Linked DNA regions of Mus musculus: regions 1, 2 and 4 are each linked to region 3. The links are chromatin contacts, called in public HiChIP or PLAC-seq and promoter capture Hi-C maps. All regions are on one chromosome and are shown on one strand. The core of a region is the stretch at or near the end of the contact, and the rest is flanking DNA. Distances in the headings are between cores, read along the strand shown.

Evidence for each region. Promoter capture Hi-C pulls out the DNA fragments that hold promoters and counts their contacts. HiChIP or PLAC-seq counts read pairs in DNA pulled down with a chosen protein or histone mark.
Region 1: an H3K27ac HiChIP or PLAC-seq map of microglia shows a contact between it and region 3, with 5 times the contacts expected there. The contact joins the promoter of Tmem131 here to the promoter of Mgat4a in region 3. A contact is called at or near these places in 1 of 39 promoter capture datasets (pre-B cells), 1 of 484 Hi-C or Micro-C datasets (embryonic stem cells), 1 of 115 datasets of contacts at active chromatin or transcription factors (microglia) and 1 of 9 other capture datasets (adipose tissue).
Region 2: an H3K4me3 HiChIP or PLAC-seq map of pro-B cells shows a contact between it and region 3, with 4 times the contacts expected there. The contact joins the enhancer-like site here to the promoter of Mgat4a in region 3. A contact is called at or near these places in 3 of 39 promoter capture datasets (cranial neural crest, hippocampal neurons and stem cell-derived epiblast-like cells), 2 of 484 Hi-C or Micro-C datasets (B cells and embryonic stem cells), 6 of 115 datasets of contacts at active chromatin or transcription factors (astrocytes, bone marrow-derived macrophages, embryonic limb bud and 3 more) and 1 of 9 other capture datasets (embryonic stem cells).
Region 4: a contact with region 3 is called in a promoter capture Hi-C map of cranial neural crest. The contact joins the enhancer-like site here to the promoter of Mgat4a in region 3. A contact is called at or near these places in 4 of 39 promoter capture datasets (cranial neural crest, hematopoietic stem and progenitor cells, neutrophils and 1 more), 1 of 115 datasets of contacts at active chromatin or transcription factors (bone marrow-derived macrophages) and 1 of 9 other capture datasets (liver).

Annotation. Positions count from the first base shown.
Region 1 is chr1:36,938,191-36,940,925 of GRCm38.p6, forward strand. It overlaps Tmem131 (transmembrane protein 131), which reads right to left and starts at 1,337. Exons shown (of 41, transcript NM_018872.2): 1 at 975-1,337. The coding sequence starts at 1,155.
Region 2 is chr1:36,796,341-36,799,264 of GRCm38.p6, forward strand. Tmem131 (transmembrane protein 131) reads right to left here. Exons shown (of 41, transcript NM_018872.2): 35 at 2,602-2,751. Among named protein-coding and RNA genes, the nearest start is that of Zap70, 36 kb to the left of the region's middle. Within about 2 kb of position 1,296, at least 75 of the 459 cell types and tissues checked have an H3K27ac peak or open chromatin away from gene starts, as enhancers often do. A contact at or near this core is called in B cells and pro-B cells, where this site is marked.
Region 3 is chr1:37,539,680-37,542,702 of GRCm38.p6, forward strand. It overlaps Mgat4a (mannoside acetylglucosaminyltransferase 4, isoenzyme A), which reads right to left and starts at 1,337. Exons shown (of 16, transcript NM_173870.3): 1 at 1,286-1,337.
Region 4 is chr1:36,829,767-36,832,601 of GRCm38.p6, forward strand. All of the region lies in intron 11 of Tmem131 (transmembrane protein 131), which reads right to left. Among named protein-coding and RNA genes, the nearest start is that of Zap70, 69 kb to the left of the region's middle. Within about 2 kb of position 1,430, at least 82 of the 459 cell types and tissues checked have an H3K27ac peak or open chromatin away from gene starts, as enhancers often do. A contact at or near this core is called in stem cell-derived epiblast-like cells, where this site is marked.

The sequences.
Region 1 (2,735 bases), core at 87-2,586, 600 kb before region 3:
TATACAGGAAAAACAAAAATAATCTAACTAGTTTTCTTCTTAGGGAAAAAAAAAAGCAGCATTCACTGTGAATTAATTCATGAAGGTTCTGTGACTGCTCACACTTCTCCTTGGGCTCACGTTCAGAAACAGGTAGTCCAGAACACCCCCACCCCCAAATTAGTCTTCAAGACTGCAAAGTAATTTCTGATCTTGTCAAAGTACCAGTTTTACAACCTTACAATATTAGAGGAGTTATTAAAACTGGAGTGCGGCTTCAATTGTGAGTTACAGGTGAAGGGTGTGCAAGCTGGGAACTTGACATTCGTTTCTAAGGGCTCACACATCAAAGAGAAAGGCACCGAATTACGTGAGGATATTAAAGCAGAAATGGAAACCGGCTTCCAGTAGCTTACTAGAGGCAAATGAGAGTCTATTTAGGGCTAATAACAAACGATCCTCCATACCGCAAAGGGATAGTGAAGAAGGATACTAAGGAAACAAGAGCCTCTTCAAAGAGATGTCCCAGCAAATAGAAATTTTATAAGCCGTGTATTGAAGCCTTTCCACCAGTCTCGCTTTTTTTTTTTCTTCTTTTTTAACCACCGCATTTTAAAGTGAGCTCGGTCCGCATGCCCAAATTAAAACCTGACAAAGGGAAAACAAGAAAAGCGTCCCGCGATCGACCTAGCAGGAGCCACCAAGAAGCCTAAAAGCGGGGTGCCTCCTCGCATAGCGGGCCAAGTGGCAAGAACCTACAAGAGAGCTCGGGAAGTTTTATGGGCACTGACAGTAGACGAGGGAAAGACCGGGACACGGTGAGGGGAAAGGAATCACGGAGCAGCGGCAGAGCCGCGGCGCGCGGCCGACGCGGCAGCTCGCCGAACCCCGAGTCGCCGGCTCGGGACGGGGCTCGACCCAGCAACTTCGCGCCGGCGCCCGTCGCGGGCCTCCCTCTGCCGCCTGTCGCCCGCCGCCCGCCGCCGGCAACCCACCTTCCTTCTCGGCCCGCGCCGCGGCCACCACGAGGGTCATCACCAGGTGCAGCGCTCCCAGGAGGCCCGCGGCTGCGCTCCGAGGACCCCCGCCTCGGCCAGCCGCGGGCTCCAGCCCGGCCGCGGAGGACGTGGAGGCGGCGGCGGCGGCGGCGGCTGCTCCTCCCGCCCGCTTCCCCATCCTGGCGGGCCGGGGGCCGCCGAGCTCGAGGTCCTGCGCGACCCTTCTCCGCGAGGCGACGGCAGCGGCGCGGGAGCCGTGGTCCGGGCTATGGCCGCGGTGCCCGAGGAGAGAGCGGTTGTGGGCCCAGAGCTCGGGCTCCCGGCGTGGGTCTGGGTCGGTGCGTGCGTGGGAGCGAGAGTGTCAGTCACAGTCTCGGCATCGGCATCGCCTACGAAGAGCCGGAACGGAGAGGCCGCGGGTCAGGCACGGCGGGCGGCCATACTGGAAACGGGCAAGGGCCGCGGGCCCCGGCGCTGGCCTCTAAGGGGCGGGGCAGAGCGCAGGGGCCCGCCCCCTCCGTGCCAATACCTGGGCGGCCCGCCGGTTCGCGTGCTCCCCGTGGACTCCGTGAGCTCCGGCTCCTCGCCCCGCCCTCAGAATCACACGGGCTTCACCGACCGGACGGGCCGGGGCGGCCAACCGCACCCTGTCACTGCCGCACGGCCCGGGAGAAGGAGGGAGAGGGACCCGGGCCGGCCAGGAGTTAAGATGGCGGCCGGAGCTTCACGGAGGCAATGACGGCAGTCACGTGGGAGATAGGGTAGCCACGCTGCGCAGCCGCTTTGGTGCGTGGGCGGGGCCCGGCCGCGCCTCCGACGCCGGGACAAACCCGGGTCTAGTGGTACTGCAATGTCCGAGCCTTTCAGAGGGCTGAGTGCGCATCCGGAGCCCAGCGCCGACAGTCCGTGCCAGTGATTTCTCGGGTCGCACCTCTGCCTCTCGGTGGCTTTGACGTGGGAAGTGTTCAGGGTCCGATTCAATTTCTTGCAGTGCTTCCTTAAGAACGGGGGACCCGCCCTCTTTACATTTGTGTCTTCCAAAGCGTACCCAAGAGGGACTTAATGGAACCTTCGTACCTCTTGTTCACAGGAAGCCCTTTTTATGCAGTTTCTTTGCTTGCTTGTATTTGGAAACTTACCATGTGTGTAAAAAGCATTAGTTGGGGCGGGGTGGAGGAACAAGGCGAGGTGTGCCAGAAATCAGACTGGGTTTTCTCTGTCTTGGAATGATCAATATGTTTCTATGCGCATACTCCTTTCAAAGGCCAAAATCAAAGATGGTGTGTCTTAGTCTCCTGTAAGAAGCACCTCATGTCTCCCAGGTTAAAGTTTGAGTGTGTGTGTGTGTTTTTCTGTGTGTCTGTTTGCTCGATACAAGTCTTAATCTAGGCCCTTTGGGGAAGGGGAAGGAAGGATATTGTCACAGTTTGGTAGCCTGGTCACTTCCCCCCAGAGCCTAGCCCCAGAGTCTTTTTTTGCTTTTCTCAGCTTTTGGTTGAGTTAGTCGATCTATTTAAAAGGCCACATTTGCCTATTGCATGTCTTAGAACAAACTAGAAAAGAAAATGGGATTTCAGAAAACCTTTTTTAAAAGGTACTCAACGTTCTTCCTTCTGCTGTCGTCCTGTTTGTGAAGCAAACATGTAAATTAATAATACATTTTGAAGGCGTCCTCACCCCCGATGGCTTTTGGTTTGCCCCCCACCCCCACCCCCAAGGCATTCTCCTTCTGTAGCCTAGGTTGACCTAGAACTCACT
Region 2 (2,924 bases), core at 46-2,545, 740 kb before region 3:
GGTCCCATTAATGTGACAGTTTCATCTGGACTTTTCAAAGTTAGTTATTTTTGATGTGAAATTCAAATGCTTCTATAAAGCAGACACATGAAGACTTATGCATTCCACTTAAAGGTTCTAAGGAGAAGGGGGAAATGTGCATCTCTTGGTGCCTGTGGGCTTCAGGGAATACAAGCACTTGCTCCCCAAATGCAGGGCAGGGCAGTCAGTCTCTTCACTGCCACCCCATGAGCAGCTGAGGCCACTGAGGACCAGAGGGAGCTATGCCTCCTTCCAGGGTAAACCTGCAGCAGATGAAGTGCGCAGGCTGACTGCCCTCAGTCCAGCAAGGTTCCTTGTCTCAGGCCCGGGTGCTGAAGGTGCGGCTGTGGCTCTCAGGATTCCTGGGACTGTAAACATCTACAGAGCTGCTTTAAAACTTTACAATATTTCAGTGTCACATCGGCACTCAAACTGGAAGGAGGAGTAACAACAGAAGATATGTTACTCACACAGCTGCTGTGTGTCCCTAACAGGGGCCCAGGACAGGACTCGGCCCAGCTGTTCATGACACTGCAGCCCCAGTCTGCCCTGCTTCTGCACTGCTCTGCTGATCTCATGTCTGCTCAAGCTGTCTAGCACCTGCTGCTGCTAAGTCCTCGGGGCATGTCAGGACCCCGTGACATCAGTGCGGAGCATAGCTCCTATCTCCTGAAGCCCACGGCTCCATTCTCCATGGTCAGGTCACCTTTTTTCTCCTACACCCCCAGTGGCACCGATAACCTTTATCATTGCTTTAGCCTGCCACCTGCCCACTCGTGACCATAAAGGTGACCTCTCTATAGCTGCTCTGCTGTTGCTCATGCCCAGTGCTCATCACAAATGCCGTGTGTGTGTGTGTGTGTGTGTGTGTGTGTGTGTGTGTGAGACATTTCTTGCCTGAGTTGTTCATAAGCTTCTTAGAAGTTCCAGAGCACAGTACGCTTATTCAGCACACTGATGTTGAAGGTTGATTTTTTTGTACAAATGCCCAGCTCCTTCCTTCCCTGTTCATTTTTTGGATGGGACCTTTTCTGACCTGCCCCTGGTGAAAGATGAAATACTGGGGGCAGGCCCCGCTCTGGTGCAGCCTGGATGGGAGCCATACCCAAAGGCTAGTGAGCTCAACGCTTATTCCAACAGCAGTGCTCGCCTGCAGGTGATGGCTTGTGAGGGCCGCTAGTGGATTAGCAACTGGACAGACAGACTACGAGGAAGTTGCCCTTCACGGTCACACCCCTCCCTGTGCCCTCTTCTCTGCTTCCAAGCTACCGAGCTGAGCAGCTTTGCCACATCCTTCCGTCATGCTTTCTGCTTTGCTACAGACCTAAACGCAACAGAGCCAGCTGGCCGTGGGCGTGTGTGTGTGTGTGTGTGTGTGTGTGTGTGTGTGTGTGTGTGTTGGCTTGTGTTTCCTGAAACCTGTCAGGGAAGCTCTGTCTGTGTGCAGATGTGCTTGACAAAGGAAGATGGAACAGAACTGAGGAGGTCAGAACAAGGCTGGAATAAGGCCTGAAGCTGGGGAAGAGAGCCTTCATACTGCTTTGTGAAGTTAGAGAACCTCTGGCTTCAGGTACTTCTCCCCTGGGGTAGCCTTCCGTGGCACTTTCCTTGCCTTTTAAGCCATGAAGAACACTCTTGGCTTCCTTTACTGGTACAAAGTTTTTACTGGCTACTCTTATGTCAACTCGACACAAGCTAGGGTCACCTGAGAAAAGGGAACCGCCCACCTAGAGCGGCCTATAGGTAAGTCTGTGGTGCATCTTCCGGATGGACATGGAAGTGGCCAGTTCACTGTGGGCAATGCCACCCTGGCGGTCCTAGGTGCTATGGAATCAGGCTGAGGGAACAAGGCAGTAGGCAGTACCGCATGGCCTCTGCACCGGAGAAGACAGACGGTGGCGTGGACGCATAAGCTGACTAAACCTTCTCCTCAGTGGTAATGGTGCTTCATGAGAACAACAGAAACCCAAGCAAGGTAAACCTCCAGCCAAGGGCTGCTGAATGGATCCTGACTGTACACACGGGATAGAGTCCTCTGACTAATGCTTTGTCCTGACTCAGCCTTAGTGGACAAACCAAAGCTCTGAAGCCTGCAGTGTCCTGAAAATATGCACCCGAAGTTGGGGTCTAAGGAAGATGGAAGATCAAGGAAGAAGCAGGAAAACTGGGCACTAAGGCAGTAGAGGTGTCCAAAAGGGACAGCGACAGTGTGACCTGGGCACTCCCTGGCTTCCTTTGCCCATGCTGCAGACAGCGGGGCCGAGTCCAGTGGGGCTGATGGTGAGAGCAGAGTAAAGAGCTTGGGGCCAGGCTGAGGTGTTCTCTGAGCAGGAAAGCATGGAAGGGCTGTATAGACATGGGCCTGGGCATCGGGCTTTCCTCCAGCTGGTCTAGGATCTCTGGCCTCTCTTACCTTCTATGGTGTAAGTAGACCAGTCCCTGGCCGGACAGATGCACTTTGGCTGAAGCTGGCTATAGCAGGCCACCCACAGCAGTCACTTCTGGAAATAACCTCCCCACCCAGCAGCTACTGGATCGGGGGCGGCCATGGACCACAGTAGCTGCTAAACCCATACTTACAGCTGCTGGGCTTGTGAACTGGCACAGCATCCCATTCTGGTGGAGGAGAATCCTTTTCACCCTCTGAGCTGCTGGTATTACCTAGTTCTTGACTGCTGGGGAGGAACTTTGAGAGGGCAACTGGCCTGTTTTCCACTAACTTATTTGTACCTGCACAGAATTCAGAAAGGAAAGTTAATGTGGGAAGGGTTTTCTCTCATGAGCCTGCTTCAGTGAACCCTCAACACAGCCTTCACAGGCTTCCCAACACAGCTGGCAGCTACTGCATGGCTACCACCAGGCGCTGGCAGTCATGAAAACAGTGAACCAAAAACATCTGTGAT
Region 3 (3,023 bases), core at 87-2,586:
CAACTCTAAACCGCAGAATGAGGAATATGTTTTGTTAATAGATTTAACAATCTTGCATCTGGGTTTGTTTTTTTTTTTTAATTAAGTTTTTAAAGTGTTCTCTGAAATATCCCATATGTTCCACGGCTAAGAACACTTTGGTTAACATTTGGTAGAGTCCTTCATCAGCATCCCACAGACAAAACAGAGGTGCCTGAAAGAACAAGAGGCACGATTCATGACACCCCGGATCAATGAACACCATGACGTAAGCCTGCACAACTTTATAAACCGCAATTATGAAAAACTCATGCCCTTTCCACTTAGAGAACATAAATATTTCTTTTATACAGCTTACATAATTTCATTGTCTAGTATGTGTTATGATTTACACTCAGGGGTTAATGGAACCTATGTCACCATAACCTGTTAGTAAAACTATTCTTTAAGCATTTGGAAGAGAAAGGAGCCTGAACCACAGAGCGCGTGTTACATGATTCTAAATTTAGATTTTTACATTCAAGTGAATAACCATGTCATTCTTTTATCTTTTACTAAATAATTTGTCGGCAGCAAAAAGCACAACAGCAAAATAGATGGCAGGCTCGAAGAAGATAACATACCATCTACAGCTATTTCCGAATTCTAAATGTAAGCCGTGAACCCGCTCCTGAGATCACAACGCTTAGAGAAATAAAAGCGGGCGCGGGAAGCGTACCACTGCCACCACTTAACGCCAAGCCTTCCAGACATCACCTGTCACACCTGGAGGGGTCCGAGACCCCACCTGAGGTCGGGGAGGGGATCCCACTCGCCGCTTCCATGGGATGGAGGAAACCCAGGCCTGGGAGGAATCCGGGCTCGCTCCCCCCGTACCTCCCGGAACATCTTAGTTCCCCGCAGGCAAGCGGCCCCCGCCCTACCTGCCCCGCGGCGGCGCCACCTCCAGCCCCCCAGCCCCCCAGCCCTCCAACCCTCCAGCCTTCCAACCCTCCAGTCGCGGGATCCTGCCCGCAACTCTTGGTCTCGGTGCACGCGCACACAGCACTGCACTTTCCCGGTGCTCCGGGACCGCCCGAGGCTCCAGGCCAACCACCGGGAAGGAGCGCAGCACCGAGGGGCTGCGGCTGCGGCGAGGCGCGGAGGGCGGCCGGCCCGCGCCCCGCTCCCGGTTCCGAGGCCCGGTGCGCGCGCGATCGGACGGCGGCCTCGGGACGCCCCGCCTCAGCCACCAGCAGGTGGGTGTTCCGCGGACCCCGCCGTACTCCTCCTGGCCGCCCCCTGCCCGGCGCCCCGCGCTCCTCACCTGCCGCGGGCCAGGGCGCTTCTGCCGCGGCCGCCGGCGTCGCTGCTGGAGCCGCCTCCGCCGCCGCGGGCCGCGCGCCCCGCCCTCGCCAGGGACAGCCCCTGCCCAGCCCCCGCCCCAGTTCCCGCCAGCCATTGGCCGCCACTTCCCTAAGCGCCCCGCCGCCGCTGCCAGTGGCCGGCCAGCCTGTCACTCAACGGCGCAATAGAGCAGCCTATATATTTCTCCCCAGCCCCTTTTTGCATCGGTGTTGCGGCCGGGGCTGGAGCGCAGCCGCCACATCTGGCTTGTACCCTCCGGCCTGAGCGCATGCAACCTCGGGAGGCAACAAAGGCCCCAGTGAGCCCACGGAATACAACCTGGTCACCATGGCCTTTCCTCCTAGCTCTGGGTCCCATCTTCTGGCGGTCCAGGCGCGGTGACAGGTCCTGGCTCTAATCCAACCATAGCTTCCAAGGCCCGCTGTTCCAAGCATTACACTGCCAGCATCAGTGAGGAGCATCGTTATCCTCCAGCTTCCAGGAGGAGGCAGAGACGCAGGGAGGACCATTTGGAGCAACTAGAAGCAACAAATATGACTAGGGTTTAAAGGCACACCACTCAGTGCTAATGTCCCCGATTTTTCTACTATGCAGTGTTAGTCTTCCCTTCTCTCTTGAGCACGTGTCAGATGACCATTTCTTAAAGTTTAAAACTGGTTTCAGATCGAAATGGATGGACATCTATAGAAAACGTGAGTGGCCTGCCCCTGTGCACGTTATCTGTTAGCTATCAAGCCTGGCATATATTAAGATCTTTAATTGCTTCTTACCATAATCCCGGCAAATCTTTAATTGCTTATCATATATGTTAATCCCCATTTCTCACAGATGAGCTTAAAAGGTTAAAGAGTTTACCTGTGGTTACAGAGCTAATAAGATAAGAGATGTGTCTGTCCTCCCTGTTACCATAATCCTCCCAACAACACTGCAAAGACATACAAGAAATCAAAAAACTAGGAAACAGCCTTGTTCCTGGCAAACACCAAGGCAATAAATATCTGGATCAGAAGACGACAGTAATTCAAAAATAGAAAACTCTAGTATACAACATCGGAATGAGGGGTTTTTGTTTTTGGGGGGGACGTTTTTTTTTTGTCTCAAAATTAAGTGTTTAATAATTAGCTATTATATTTATAGGTTTCTCAGCTCTCCTGTGGTGAGATTTCTCTCCGTTGTTCCTAAGCTGTTTTCAAAATCCCAAAAGAGGCTCACAGTCTTCTTCCCCCAGCTCTGCACCAGCCGGGGTATGGGAGAAGCATGATAAACCCAGTGGCAGCTTTGCTTTCTACTTTGGGGGGAAATAGAGCTAAATTCCCTGTATAACTGTGCCTAAAACATTGACAGTTAGCAACCCAGCACTAGACTTCAAGATGGACACAAGCACTATAGATGGAACCCCTACCAGACACAGCGTCTGAAACACGGTTGGGGTGAATTGCTAATTCTCCTGTCAGCATAGACACACCAGGCCTTGCTACCTTTCTACTGTTCTGAGTGTCAGATCAGTTCACAGCTTCAAGCAGAGGAAGAAAATACTCGACAGGAGAGAAACAGCCCTTGAGCTATGTTAGGGTCAGCTAAAAGACTGAGCAACACAGACAGTCATTTTTCCGATATCCCAATGTTATACAGAGAGAAACTAGAGAATTTCATGGATACAAATAGTTATTTAGGCAACTAACCGCGATTAAACCCAA
Region 4 (2,835 bases), core at 180-2,679, 710 kb before region 3:
GTGAAATAAGACAAGAGCAAAGCCCGACTTTCACAAGAACACTGTATGAAATGCAGTGATGGCAAAGTATGAGATGACTAAGTATGACACCTCAGGACGAACTCACACATGGGAAACCTAAAGGTCTCCTTCTCTACATGAAAGCCTACTTTCTAAGATAAGAGGACAAGAAGATATCTCAAGACTCATCCATCTTGAAGAAAGCCACACACAAAGGTGCCCTGAAACTGTGTCCTAGTAGGAAGAGTGAGCACACCTCAGGGCACTGTGACCCCATGTGGCCTCTGCAGTGTTTCTCCCCAGCTTGGCAGGGTAAGCACGGTCCACTGTCAAAGGGTAAGGCTGCACTCTAGTGAGCACTAGGGACTGAGGCTCACTACAGAGGCACTGAACTTGGAAGTGAGGCTCGGATGCTTACAACTTAGGAAATCAGGTCTATCTACACAAACTTAAAGTTAAGACAAACAAACAAATAAACAAACACCCCACTAAATGGTGTATTTTTAGTATATATTTAAATTGAACACTTTATAAGGTTTATTTTTTTAAATTATCCTCAATGATACAAATCATTTTAACTGAAAGAATTCAAAGATATCAATTCTATCCGCACTGTTCTAATAAAGAGAGCCTCGGGCTGGTGAGATGGCTCAGTGGGTAAGAGCACCCGACTGTTCTTCCGAAGGTCAGGAGTTCAAATCCCAGCAACCACATGGTGGCTCACAACCATCCATAACGAGATCTGACTCCCTCTTCTGGAGTGTCTGAGGACAGCTACAGGGTACTTACATATAATAAATAAATAAATAAATAAATAAATAAATAAATAAATAAATAAGCAAATCTAAAAAAAAAAAAAAGAAAGAAAGCCTCAGAGTATAACGCAATGTTTCAACAGTCGGGTACCGAGAGGACTGAAGCCAGGCTCCTGACTCGGTACAGGGCCACTTGTCTGACATCCTGGTATACAAATTGCACAGTAACCTTAATTCTAAGTATCAAATCATTGGGGCTGTGTGAACTTGACATCAAAGCCCACTTATCCCCCCCCCTCCCCCCAGGACAATCCTCCACCTGTGAAGCTCATGCCTGCTTCACGGCCGGCAGGGCACTAGATTCCTCCCCAGTCGAGGCTGATCCTTATAAAGGAGAACTCTTCCCAGTCTGAGCATCAAATGTGAGTCCCTTGAAGCCACAACAGAAGTGAGAAGAATATGAAAAAGGACACTGGCCTGCAGCCTGGTGCTTGCTATGGCAGGGACTTAAGAAGATTAGAGTAACTCCAGGGCCTGCCAGGGCAGCTCACTCTCCCACGCACTGCCATTAGCCCTGGGGGCTAGCAAGACCTCACAGGCTGGGGCACCCTAAGGACTGCTCCCTCCCTCCCGCAGAAGCACTGCTGGAATCCTTGCACCTCTGCTCTCCCAGCATGAGCTTCTCATCTGCTTCACTGTGCGCTGAAGACTGGGCTGGGAACCAGAAGATCTGCTCACAGCAATTCCTTACTTATCAATAAGCTTACTGTTAGTAGCAACCGTCTAAAACACAGACCTCTCCATCCCCTCAAGCATATGTAAGCATTTTGAGAGTAAACAAAGAACAGCTAGAACTGTGAGCTAAGCTGCAAATGGAAGGAAGTTTCTTTTGCTTTTATTGCACGATTTTACCACCCGAGCAAGGGAAGCCACGGAGCACACGTGGCAGGCAGGCAGGCAGCAGGAGTGCAGCTGGAGCCCCAGCTGCTCGTGGCCACACTCAGGCTCACTTCCCCACCTGTGAGAATTTCTCTAGGGTATGATCTGTCTGCGGAGCTAGAGAGCTGGCCTTGTGAGCTGAGGCCTCAGAGGGCTTTCCTTCACTGTCTACCTTGTGAGACAGCAACAATGGAAGCACGGCCATGTCCAGACATGCTCCCTTGCTGCAGCGGTTCCTGAGGGGCCACACCGTAGCATGCTCTCTGTGGTAGCAGCCTTGCAAAACCGTACCAGAAAGAACAAGTCATGTTTTTTTGCTGAGATACAGTTGTTATAAGCAGGAAGATCTTAAAATACATGTTGAAAAAAAATGATTCTTTCACTTCAAATGCAATACTTTAAGCATTGCCAAATGAGAGAGAGAATTTACATTCAGAGTTATCACTGCAAAACATACTGCACTAATAGTGAACAAATGTAAAGTTGGTGAGCCACTTTACACAAGGAGTCTGAACTGTGCACTCTTAAAAATAAACCTGAATCATCAGGTAAAACTCATTTGTCTAAGGAAATAACAAATAAATAAATAACAAACAAAAATCACAATAAAATACTTAAAGTTCATTCAGGTAACTTAAGATGAAAAAATTATTCAAAATCATTGCCTTGTAATGAACTTATTTATACTAGCCACTTTAGTACTAGTTACTAACTACTGCTAATTCAAAGATGACTTAAGAAATGGGAAAGCAGGGCTGGAGAGATGGCTCAGTGGTTAAGAGCACTGACTGATGATCTTCCAGAGGTTCTGAGTTCAATTCCCAGCAACCACCTGGAGGATCAAAACATCTGTAATGGGATCTGATGCTTGCATCTATTCTTAATACATGTTTAGTCTTTTCTCATGATATTCAGGTCAAACTAGCACTCAGTAATTATGTCAGGTGTGGTGTGCATGCCTATAATCCCAGTACCTAGGAAGCTGAGGTAGATCTCTGTGAGTTCAGAGCCACGTGTGAGACCTTGGTTTTTTGTCTTTTTTTAAAAAAAAGATTCCAAGACATATTGAGCAGTCAGAGCATGCCAACAAGCGAGGGGAAACCGGCTAGTACATAGCAACTGGATATTTTGTGTATACATT